Regions from separate parts of the Mus musculus genome. Here region 2 is linked to region 1. A link is a contact called in public Hi-C data. All regions are on one chromosome and are shown on one strand. Each heading gives the region's core, a stretch centred on a gene start, on an enhancer-like site or on the middle of the called end of the contact. The rest is flanking DNA. Distances are from core to core; before and after follow the strand shown. Region 1 overlaps Stim1 (stromal interaction molecule 1). Region 2 overlaps Stim1 (stromal interaction molecule 1).

What was found. A called contact is a pair of places that touch in the nucleus more often than the background predicts.
Region 2: a Hi-C map of group 2 innate lymphoid cells shows a contact between it and region 1, with 1.9 times the contacts expected there. The contact joins two enhancer-like sites. A contact is called at or near these places in 2 of 15 datasets of contacts at CTCF or cohesin (CD8 T cells and the NIH/3T3 cell line), 2 of 484 Hi-C or Micro-C datasets (embryonic fibroblasts and group 2 innate lymphoid cells), 5 of 115 datasets of contacts at active chromatin or transcription factors (the 230-238 cell line, CD8 T cells, embryonic stem cells and 2 more) and 1 of 9 other capture datasets (embryonic stem cells).

What each region holds. Positions count from the first base shown.
Region 1 is chr7:102,315,720-102,321,486 of GRCm38.p6, forward strand. All of the region lies in intron 1 of Stim1 (stromal interaction molecule 1), which reads left to right. Among named protein-coding and RNA genes, the nearest start is that of Stim1, 51 kb to the left of the region's middle. Within about 2 kb of position 2,247, at least 51 of the 459 cell types and tissues checked have an H3K27ac peak or open chromatin away from gene starts, as enhancers often do. A contact at or near this core is called in group 2 innate lymphoid cells, where this site is marked.
Region 2 is chr7:102,393,258-102,399,024 of GRCm38.p6, forward strand. All of the region lies in intron 3 of Stim1 (stromal interaction molecule 1), which reads left to right. Among named protein-coding and RNA genes, the nearest start is that of Rrm1, 46 kb to the right of the region's middle. Within about 2 kb of position 2,849, at least 59 of the 459 cell types and tissues checked have an H3K27ac peak or open chromatin away from gene starts, as enhancers often do. A contact at or near this core is called in group 2 innate lymphoid cells, where this site is marked.

The DNA of each region.
Region 1 (5,767 bases), core at 997-3,496:
AGACTGCTGTGGCTGAAGACAGAGGCAACAAAAGACTTCTCATCTGAAGGGAAGGAATAGGATAATTGTTTCTAAGAGAGGGTTTGACGATCTTATTTCTTCATAAGTTGGAGGGAGTATAGCGAACTGAGCTGATAAAAAGTTAAAAGGAGAAGAAATTAGTAATTGTAATCAGTGAAGGTGCTGGGGCTCTCAGAATAGGCCATTTATTGTGGCGCTGTAAACTTCACTGCACTGTGCAAGCCTGCAGCCATTAGGTGTGAAATAGACAGGGAAACCTTGTCTTTTATAGTAAGCATTTACAACACCACTTACTAGGTTACTTCTGGATGACAGACATTTTTTGTAGGTTCTAATGTTCACACAGGACCCCAAAGTGAGCATTTTTACTGTTTGTGCAATGAATAGATTTAGAAGACATACACTAATTAATAGTGGAGCCAAACTTCAGTTGGGTCTTTAAAATGGGCTCCTGCTTCACACTGCTATTTTTTCAACTAGAGGTTTAATGTTTTGACTCTTGAGTACCCTTGCAAGGGCCAGATATGAATGGTTCAGAGGGAAAAGGATAGAATTTGGGAACTGGTACTTGCCTAGAGGGGATATGACTTCATTTCTGGCATTGAAGGAAGGTATTCATCTGGTTTTCCTTTAATTTTATTTTCAATTATAATAAAGTAAATAAATATGATAAAATAAAAACGTTATTTTTTATTTTTAATTGTGTATATACATATGTGGCTTTGGGGGATATGTGCAAATATTGACTTCCCTAGAGCTGGAGTTACAGGCAGTGTGAGCTCCTTGACATAGACTAGGAACTGAACTTAGATCCTCTACAAGAGCAATACGTGTTCCTAACTGTAAGGTTATGGGTCCCGAGTCTGCTCTGCCATACAGCATAGCCACTCTGGGAGGTACAACATAGGAGTTAACTGCACTTAGGGCAGCCCCAGGACAAGGCTTGGGGGGGTCCCCAGGCCTGCCACTAGGCTGGGGCCATCTGGTTCTCAGGCCCCTGGAAGCCTCGAAAGAGCTGAGAACAGAGAGGGGGCCTAGATGAGGGGGGTGGGTGGGTAGGGAGCTCAGACTGATGGCAGGCAGGCTTGAGCTTGGGCTTTGCGGTCGTGGCTGGGAGCACAGAGAGAACTTCTATGGGAGATTAGACTGCGGCTCTATGGGTTAACGTCTTCTCCATGGCTCCTCATGGCGGATCCCGGTGAAAAGAGGCAGTCCATGGTTTTAAGGCATTTATTGTCCTGGCAGAAAGTGGATGTGTAAAACCGTACCCCACTTCTCAGGGTGGGCCTGAGGTTAAATACCTTTTGCAGGGGAGGAGTGTGAAAAGAAAGCTTATTGGCTAAGCCCTCCAGGCCTTAAATACCTCATTAAAATGGAGATCTGTCTTGAGCCTGCATGTCCTCTAAAAGTGGAGGGACTTGGGAGTGTTGCCCTTATGGCCACAAATCTGTGGGGAGCTGCAGCTAATGACAGGGGCCTGGTACCTGGGAACAGGGGAAGCACCTATGGTCCCTTCAGGGTTTCCCTTTAGGGCTTCTGGGGCTTCTGGGGCTTCAAACCTTAGCTCAACTGGTCACCAAGCTACCTTCACGGTCCCACACTAACCACTGAGCCATTTCTCTAGCCACTTTCTGAAACCTTTTACCAGAGCCTTAGAGGTACTAAAAGTTGCAATTTGTATGCTTTTTTTTTTTTTTTTTTTTTTTTTTACAGAGAACAAACAAACAAACCAACCCGAGGGCACCAGGCACTCCTTTAGTGGGAGTAGTTCCTTGTGCTACTTTAGTTTGTACAACATTTCAACCGTGGAGCTTGATCCTTTTGACAAACTACTTGTGAAGAGTTAACTAAGCTATAGAATGATAACCGCTTGGCAAAAGGCATATGCTAAGTGCCCTGAGAAGTATTTTTATGTGAATTGTGTAATTAGATCAGGAGAAAGAACAAGCACTAAGAATCAGAAGACATTATTCTCAGTCTATGTGAAAACTAGTTTACCTTCTGGGAATTCCTTCTGCAGTCCTTCCCTATTAGTTACTACATTGTTACTGCGATTGATAGAATACCATAACCCAAATAGCTTATACAAGACAGACTTTATTTTGGCTTACAGAACCAGAAGGCTAGATGTCTGTAATGGTGGGAAAGGCATGGTGGCAAGACCAGGAAGCAGAGAGATCACATATTAACCACACAGGAACCAGATAGTGTAACCAGGAAGTAGGGGAGGGACAGTTTGTATAAAGAGTATACCTATCACACTATGTAGTTCCTTCACGATGAGGGTGCAGCTTAGTGTTAGAGTGCTTGTATAACATGTTCAAGGCTGTGGTTTAGATCCAGTACTGAGAAGAAAAGCAGAAAGCAAAACCAAACAGTAACAATAACAAAACCAAGCAAAACTAAAATACTTCCATTACTCCAAAAGAATATCTTTTTATGTTTTAAAGCAGTTTTCCCCCATTTTCTCCTCCTCCTAATAACTATCAATAGGGTTTACCTGTTCAGAGTGTTTCATACCGGTGGAATTATAATGTCTGTAACCCTCTGTGAATACCTTCTTTAGTTTAGTAGAAGAAATTGGAGGTTCGTTGTCCTGGTTAGTTTTCTGTAACTTTAATTTTTTTAAAACCTATTTTTTTTAAAAAACATAATTTTTATTAGATATTTTCTTCATTTACATTTCAAATGCTATCCCCAAAGCCCCCTATACCCTACCCCCCATCCTGCTCCCCAACCCACCCATTCCTGCTTCCTGGCCCTGGCATTCCCCTGTACTGGGTGGGGCATATGATCTTCACAAGACAAAGGGCCTCTTCTCCCAATGATGGCTGACTAGGCCATCCTCTGCTACATATGCAGCTAGAGACACAGTTCTGGGGGTACTGGTTAGTTCATATTGTTGTTCTTCCTATAGGGTTGCAGACCCCTTTGGCTCCTTGGGTACTTTCTCTAGCTCCTTCATTAGGGGCCCTGTGTAAAAACCTATTTTTAATGATGGTTTTTAAACACTTTAATCTCCTTTGTAGTCCACCACCCACTAGAGGTAATGGAAAAGTGAAAGTGGGGAAGGGAATCTGTTTAGAAAGGTTCTCTGGAACAACTCTGTTCATAGGTTAGTAGGGGTGGTTCGATCCACTAGCAAACATTTTACAGATATACAAGCAGTCTAGTTCGGTAAAGTCAGGATAGCAAACACGAATCAGCAGTGGTGGCATTACCTAGTAGAGACAGCCAGGCCTCAGCCTTAGCATGAGTCAGTAGGAGAACCAACAGAAACACCAGGAAAAGTTCTTGGCTGTGCCTCTCATCGAACCAAAGATCAGCGAAGATTCAAGACCAACAATCGTGAGACCAACAAGTGTTGCACAGCTATCTCTATAAGCAAGCTAGCTCAGCCTCCATCACTGTCCATTGAGTCCTATTTATACTCCCCAAACACCATATGTTCTCCACGGGTCTTGCCTCAGCACTTGCGTCTGTCTCAGCTGACACCACTCTGCCAATCAGCCCAAATCTGCAGAAGTAGCAAGAAACTGCAGCACACCACCAGATTTTTTTTTTTTTTTTTTGGTGCATTTTTCTCTATGGAGTCCTGACAAATGCAGATCAATTACACAATGTAAGGCAGACCAATACATGTGAGTAGCAAAGAATCCCTCATCACATGTCTTCTCACTTGCTTTAGCAGAACATCCTTTCTCCTGTGTCTGCTTCAGCGAAAAGTTCCTTCATGAGTCTGCCTTAGCCTTCAGTCCACTTCAGCTAAATAAATGTTCCTTCATGTGTTTGCCCCAGCGAAACATCATCCAATACAACTGATTTTCCAAATAATCCTTAAGTTTCCACTGCAGTTTTCATTGTTGATTTGACACAATCTGAATTTGTCACTAGGAAGAAGGAACCCCAGTAGAAGAATTTCTTCCATCAGATTAGCCTGTGGGCCGTGTCTGTAGGGGCATTTCCTCTGTCTCTAATTGTTGTAGGTGGGCTCAGCCTACTGTGGGCAGTACCATCCCTAGGCTATATAAAAAATGCTAGTTTAGCATACAACAGGGAGCAAACCAGTACACAGTGCTCCTCTTTGCTTTCTGCTGGAGTTACTGGCCTGATTTCGTTGGACTGTGATCTGGAAGTATAAGGTGAAATAAGTCTTTTCTTTTCTAACTTGCTTTTGGTCATTGTGCTTATCACAACAATAGAGAGCAAACCAGAACATTCATCACCATTGTAACGTGTCAGTATTTCATTCCATTTAAAGAAAACCTTTTGCGGTAAGACCTCACTGTGTATCCCAACTAACTTTGTACTCATGATCACGATTCTTCTGCCTTCTTGGTGTGGGATTACAGGCGTGTGCCACCATGCTGGGTTTGATTGGATCCTTGTACTTAGATTCGACGTAGCAAAACCAAAGGTAACTTTGAACGCCTTAGTCTTCTTTCTTTACCTCCCAAGTGCAGCGGTCGCAAATGTATGTTACCATGTTTGCTTTGATCTATTCAAGAAAGTTTTATTTTTTATTATTTTTTGCTATTTTTGATATAATATGTGAAACATAAAGTTTGCCACCTTGGTAGTTTGTAGTTGTACAATCAAACCAGGTATGGTGGCACACCTCTTTAATCTCAGTATTTGGTGAGATGGAGGTAGAAGGACCAGGAGTTCAAAACAGAACTGCATGGTAGTTCATACCTGTAATCTTAGTATTCCAGAGGCAGAGGCAAGAAGATTGCCACAAATTTGAGGCCAGTTTTGTTCATGTAGTTAGTTCCAGGGCAGCCTGAATTAGGAAACCTTGTATTAAAACCAGACCAAACCTAACATACAAATAAAAAAACAGTATGAAATTCAGTGGTAATAATTATCACACCTGTGATCCTGACCCTAACCCTAATCCTAACCCTACTCCTAACCAGTGATACAGTAGACTTGTTTTTTTTTTTGTTTTTTTTTTTTACATATTATTTGTTTGAATTGCTTCCAGTTTGTTTTCAATTTTTGGGGGAGTGGGGAGTAGGATTGTGAGGTAATGTGTTACTATAAAGTTTTTTTTGTTTGTTTGTTTGTTTTCGAGATGGTTTCTCTGTGTAGCCCTGGCTGTCCTGGAACTCACTCTGTAGGCCAGGCTGGCTTCGAACTCAGAGATGCTGGGATTAAAGGCGTGCGCCACCACGCCTGGCATAAAGTTTTTGAGGAACTAATTTTTTGTTGGTTTTTAATTTTTTCCCAGTGATGGGCATTGACCTCAAGGGCACACACATGCTAGACAAGTGCTGTATGAACCAAGTGGCATCCAGGCCCCAGACTGCTTTCCCATGGTGATTACCCCATCTGAGTACTTATAATCAATGTGTAAGGGCTTTTAGGAACATTCCTCATTTTTTGCCAAACTTGTTTTCCTTTCTGTTTTTTTTTTTTTTTTTTTTTTTAATTATTATATATAAGTACACTGTAGCTGTCTTCAGAGACACCAGAAGAGGGAGTCAGATTTCGTTACGGATGGTTGTGAGCCACCATGTGGTTGCTGGAATTTGAACTCCGGACCTTTGGAAGAGCAGTCGGGTACTCTTACCCACTGAGCCATCTCACCAGCCCCTGTTTGCTTTTTATTGTTTTTAATTTCTGTTTTGTTTTTATTTAATAGGTATCCTTGTGTATATGAATTGGTATCTCAGTGTATACTTCCCCAGTGTGTTTATTGGCTATTTTTATGTCTTTTTTGAAGAAATGTATTGAAGTTCTT
Region 2 (5,767 bases), core at 1,599-4,098, 78 kb after region 1:
AAAAAAAAAAAAAAGGAAGCTGGGCGTGGTGGCACATGCCTTTAATCCCAGCACTCGGGAGGCAGAGGCAGATGGATTTCTGAGTTCGAGGCCAGCCTGGTCTACAAAGTGAGTTCTAGGACAGCCAGGGCTATACAGAGAAACCCTGTCTCAAAAAGCCAATCCATAATCAGCCTCCAAACGCTGACACCATTGCATACACTAGCAAGATTTTGCTGAAAGGACCCTGATATAACTGTCTCTTGTGAGGCTATGCCGGGGCCTAGCAAACACAGAAGTGGATGCTCACAGTCAGCTATTGGATGGATCACAGGGCCCCCAATGGAGGAGCTAGAGAAAGTACCCAAGGAGCTAAAGGGATCTGCAACCCTATAGGTGGAACAACAATATGAACTAACCAGTACCCCCCGGAGCTCGTGTCTCTAGCTGCATATGTAGCAGAAGATGGCCTAGTTGGCCATCAGTGGAAAGAGAGGCTCATTGGTCGTGCAAACGTTATATACCTCAGTACAGGGGAACGCCAGGGCCAAGAAGTGGGAGTGGGGGGGGATATGGGGGACTTGAAATGTAAATGAAGAAAATACCTAATTAAAAAAAAAAGACTGCTGGGTGTGTTAATACATGCCTTCATTCCCAGCACTTAGGAGGTAGAGGCTGGCAGATCTCTGAGTTCAAGGTTGATCTACAGAGTGAGTTCCAGGACAGCTGGGGCTACATAGAGAAACCCCGTCTTGAAAAAAATAAGTCATAACACTCAGGAGGCAGGAGATCCAGTCTTGTTTGTCTACATAGTGAACTCCAGGAGGACGGCCAAGACTACATAGAGATACCCTCTCTCAAAAAGGGAAGTGGCCTCAAGTGGTAGTATGCTAGCCCAATATACATGAAACTCTAGGTAATATTCTCAGTAGAACAGTGTGAATCATGTATAATGACACACTCCTGTAAGCTAAGCACTTAGGAAATAGGGGCAAGAGAGTTAGGAGTTCAAAATCATTCTTGGTTACATAGAGACTTAGAGGCCACTTTTAGCTACCTCAGATCCTGCTTCAAACAAACATTCTCTTTAGATAGCTCCTTTTGAAATCTTTCCTGAAAAACCACAGTCTAGATACTGTGTGTTGTGTCCCCCTGACTTCTTATGTTTATATCATCATTGCACTTAACACATTAATTACAGCCTGTTACCCTGCCAGTTTCCCTATCAGTTTGCTTGAAGTCAGCATTTTATATGATCCCACTTTCTAACACTTAGTACTGAAATCAGCTCAGATTAGGAAAGAAGTCAAAAGTTTGTCCTTGTCTCTACCATTGTCCCATCTTACTTTTTCACATCCCAAAGCTTCAAGGTTGTCCTGCTGCTGTGCAGCCACCCCGCCAATATTTCTCTAGCCTGATTTTCTCTGTGCTTTGTTGTAGCTCTGTATGGGGCCTTTAATAGTATGTCCTTATGGTGTTTAATAGACCAGAGGCTTGCATAGTAACCTAGTGGAGTGGGCCTCTCGTCGGAGGCCTAGGCCCAAGACCCAGATATTTTCACAATGATGTTTTGGGGTTTGATATTGACATCATACTAGGAACTAAGATTCCCAGATGGCAGTAGGAAGGGAACCTCTTAGACAACTCAGTTCCAGGTTACATCCCATCCTTAGGAGGAGCCATTTTGGGAGGATTGTATAGCTGGTTTGTTCATAGAATAGATTAGAAAACTCAGTTGTTCAACTAAATTTAAAATCTTTTATTTTGTGTATATGGGTGCTTTGCTTGCATGTATGGCTGTGCACCATGTGTATGCCTGGAGCCCATAGAGGCCAGAAGAGAGTGTCAAATCTCCAGAGAAGGAACTGGAGTTACAGAGGGCTGTGAGCTACCACGTGAGTGCTGGGAATGAACCTAATTCCTGCGGAAGAGCAGACAGTGTTCTTAACCACTGAACCATCTCTACTGCCCCTTTTTAATTTTTTAGGTTAGCCTACAAGTAAGCTTTGTGATGCCTTTTCTGTCAACTAGTTCCATGTCTCTCTCAGCCTCCTTATCACCTTATTTCTCAAAGAGAGCACTTACCACACTGTCTTATTCATTCATTTACTCTTGCAAGTTCATTCAGAGAGAGCTCTTAAGGATGGAGTTCATGAAGATTCATCTCTGTGCTCGTGATGCACCCTAGCAGCTTCAACAGGGAGTACTAATAAAATATTGATGAATGAGTGAATAAACAAATGGTGATGATAGCAGATGTAGCTGAGGCAGGTCTTGAATACCTGATCCTTCTGGCTCCACCTCCCAAGTGCTGGGATCCCAGGTTTGTACCACCATTGTTGGCCAGCTACTATTTCTTTAGCACTTACTATTGGAAAAGAGGTTCCTTATGTCTTTACCACACCATCTAAAAACTCTACTTATCACCATTTTATAAGTAACAAAAATGAGACTGGGATCTTACATTTAATAAGTGATGTTTGGTTCAAGACACATGATTACAAAGCCCACATTTGTAACTGTCAGGCCATATTTGACTGTCAAACCAGATGACTAACTGAGGTTGACGAGGTGACCAGCCAGTGCACTAATAGCTGTGTGAGGAGACTCAAAAAGGGGTTGGCAACTCCCCTAATAGACGTCGTTCTCTTGGGGTGAGGGTTTGAAACCACAGAAGTAGATGAGGGCTTCATCTACAGGCGCCACAAGTCCATTATAGGAAAGAGATACTGACTCAGGACTCGTTTCTTATTGCGTATTCTTTCCCTGGCAAGAGAAAAGATTGGCCAAGGCCCAGGATCTGCCTCGGCACATGCCTGGAGGATAGCTATAGCTGGAGTGCTAGGAGGGACTTATTGTTCCTTCCGCTGATGTGCCCTTACCCCACGTATCCACATGACTCACAGCTCCACCTCAGCTAATCAGATGGCACGGCAGCAGAGAGGCCTTTCCTTCCTTAAAAAGACTTTTCTGTTTACATTTATTCTCTTACTGCTTAGTTTTTCTTAATTGTACTGTATTACCACTTGATGTTTTTATTGTAGATTTTTCATTTTTATATATTTATTATATTATTTATTTGTTTTTAAGACATGGTATTACTATGTAACCCTGGCCAGCTTGGGACTTGCTATGTAGACCAGCTAACTTTGAACTCACAGAGATCCATCTACCTCTGCCTGGGTTAAAAGCATGGGACTATAATGCCAGCTTCTTTTACTGTGTAAGAGGTCAGAGGATGGTTTGCAGGAGTTGCTCTTTTCCTTTCACTTTGTAAGACCCAGGAACTGAAACTCAGTTTGTCAGGCTTGATAGCAAGTGGTTTTTAGGTACTTTTACCTACGGAGCATCTCATGGACTCAGTTCGGACCGTCTTTTTTGCCTTTCCTCTCAGAATCATAAACACCAGAGGATCTGTGACTTTTGTATTCTCCTATATTTCTAGGTCCTGGAGTAGGTTCTAGTAAGTAGGGGGTGTTTAATAATTACCTCCATGAATTATCCTTGAGTTGGAGATGGCCTACTTTCAAGAACTTATCATTTAGCTTCAGCAGCTTCTTATTTTCCTTGTCCTTATTTATGACCTTGGACTCCAGACAAACTGGAATCTGTGTTCTCTGTGCATGACCCACACTTTGTAGTTCTGGATATTGCTCTTATTTCTTTCTTTGGTGGTTCTGAATCTCTGTTTACCCAAATTCTGATCATGCTATTTTTAAATGTATTTTTATTTCATATGCATTGTTTTCCCTGCACGTGTCTGTGTGACGGTGTCAGGTCCCCCGGAACTGGAGTTGCAGACAGTGTGAACTGGCATGTCGGCGCTGGGAATTAAATCCAGGTCCTTTGGAAGAGAACTCGATGCCCTTAACAACTGAGCTATCTTTCCAGCCCCACTCTATTTTTTAAAAGGAGTATTTATTTATTCTTTTACTTAGTATGTGTGTGTGTGTGCTTGAATGAGTTTATGTACACTATATGTGTGGAACTGGAATTCCTGTTGTGAGACCTGTGATGTGGGTGTGAACTGAATCAGGGTCCTTTGTAAGAGCAATGAGCTAGCTCCCTTAACTGTGGAGCTAGATCTCCAGGCAATGCACTCCTTTTTAAAATAAATGTATGTGCAGGCAATTACTACTGATAGATATTGCTAGATTGTAAGCTATAGTACTTGAAATAGGGAACTCCTTCTTAGCTCTGCTCTGTTTCCAGGGCCTAGCTTGGAAGAGTACTAAATAAATGTTTATTGAGTGGCAGAATGAATATTTTAAAGAAAGGGAAATTTTGGCTCATATCAGTTAAGTCATTTATCCCAAATTGTCCATGTTAGATGAGATGGAAATTAAAGTCTTTAGCTTCAAATTTATATTATATATTTTATAATACAAAGCTAGCAGGGCCAAGCCTAGACACACATGCCTGTAATCCTAGAATGTGGGAAATGGAGACTGGAGGATCAGGAGTTCAAGGCCAGCCTTAGTTACATAGTGAGATTGAAGATAGCGTAAGCTCTATGTTTCTCTTGTTTCAAAAAACAAAACTAACCAAGCAACCAGACATATCCAGAAACAAAGAGATTGGAGATGACAGTTACTTGTCTTGTAGATTCTTACTTTCTTTTAAAACTTTTATTTTTGAGAATCTTTCACATGCATGCAATGAAATATTATCTCATGTAGTCCTCCGTCCTCCTAAGCACCCCTGATTCTAACACTCAGTTTGCCAACTTCTTGCTTGTTTGTTTTAATAATACACACATACACACACACACACACACACACACACACACACACCCCACACACACCACACACACACACACCACACACACCACACATACACACACACACACATACACACACACGTTGGGGCTATCTACTGGAACATAAGAACCTACCAGTGGCACCATATATATTCAATAAATCATGTTCTCCCGATATCTACAAGTGTATCTTTCTTTTGAGTGTTGTTATAATCTCTAGAGTTTAGTCTTTTCTTATTCTGTATAGTGTTGTTCATCATTTTGCCTATAGATGATGTCTTTGATATTCTAGGGACCACACAAGACAGGATTGGTGAGGTGCATGGTTTTAGGATACTGTTTTCCTGGTCTAATGTCCTCTTGGGGTTTGGACATTCTTGTCACCTGTAATCTGTACCTGATCTCTTATAAGCTCTTCTTGCCAAGTTCTGTAGTCTCATATTGTCAGCAGCCACTCTATACTTGCTGTGTATGGCCTTTTTCCTTCCTTGGCCAGAGATTCTTTCCATTTTGGGGTGGGGGGTGTTGAGAATGTAGTCTGAGCCTGATGGTGCATGCCTGTAATCCTATCACTCTCAGAGTACAGACGTCCTTCACTTCATAGCAAGTATGAGGACCTATATTGTCTATATGAGATCCTATCCCAAACAAAACAAAAACACTAACAATACTAAAAAAGTGGAATGAGAAAGTAGAATAAGACTTAACTTTCAGGTACTTGACTCTTAGGCATCAGAGGCCCTGGTGTCTCAATTAGATTGTTGCATGAGATCATGCTGAAACTCAGAGTTGCTATCAGAGATACAGATAACATGGAGGATACAGCTCATTATGGCTTATGTTGTTCAGTTTGCCGTGACTTTAGGTGGATGACACCATGCTATCAAGCCCTGCCTAGATGGGGCTGCTGCCTGGGTAACTGAATAATACATAGAGCTAAAAACAAACAAATAAACAAAACATTGCCTTGAGGTTTGGCATGACACTGAAGCCATATCTTTCCCTATGACTTAGCTGTATAGGGATCGA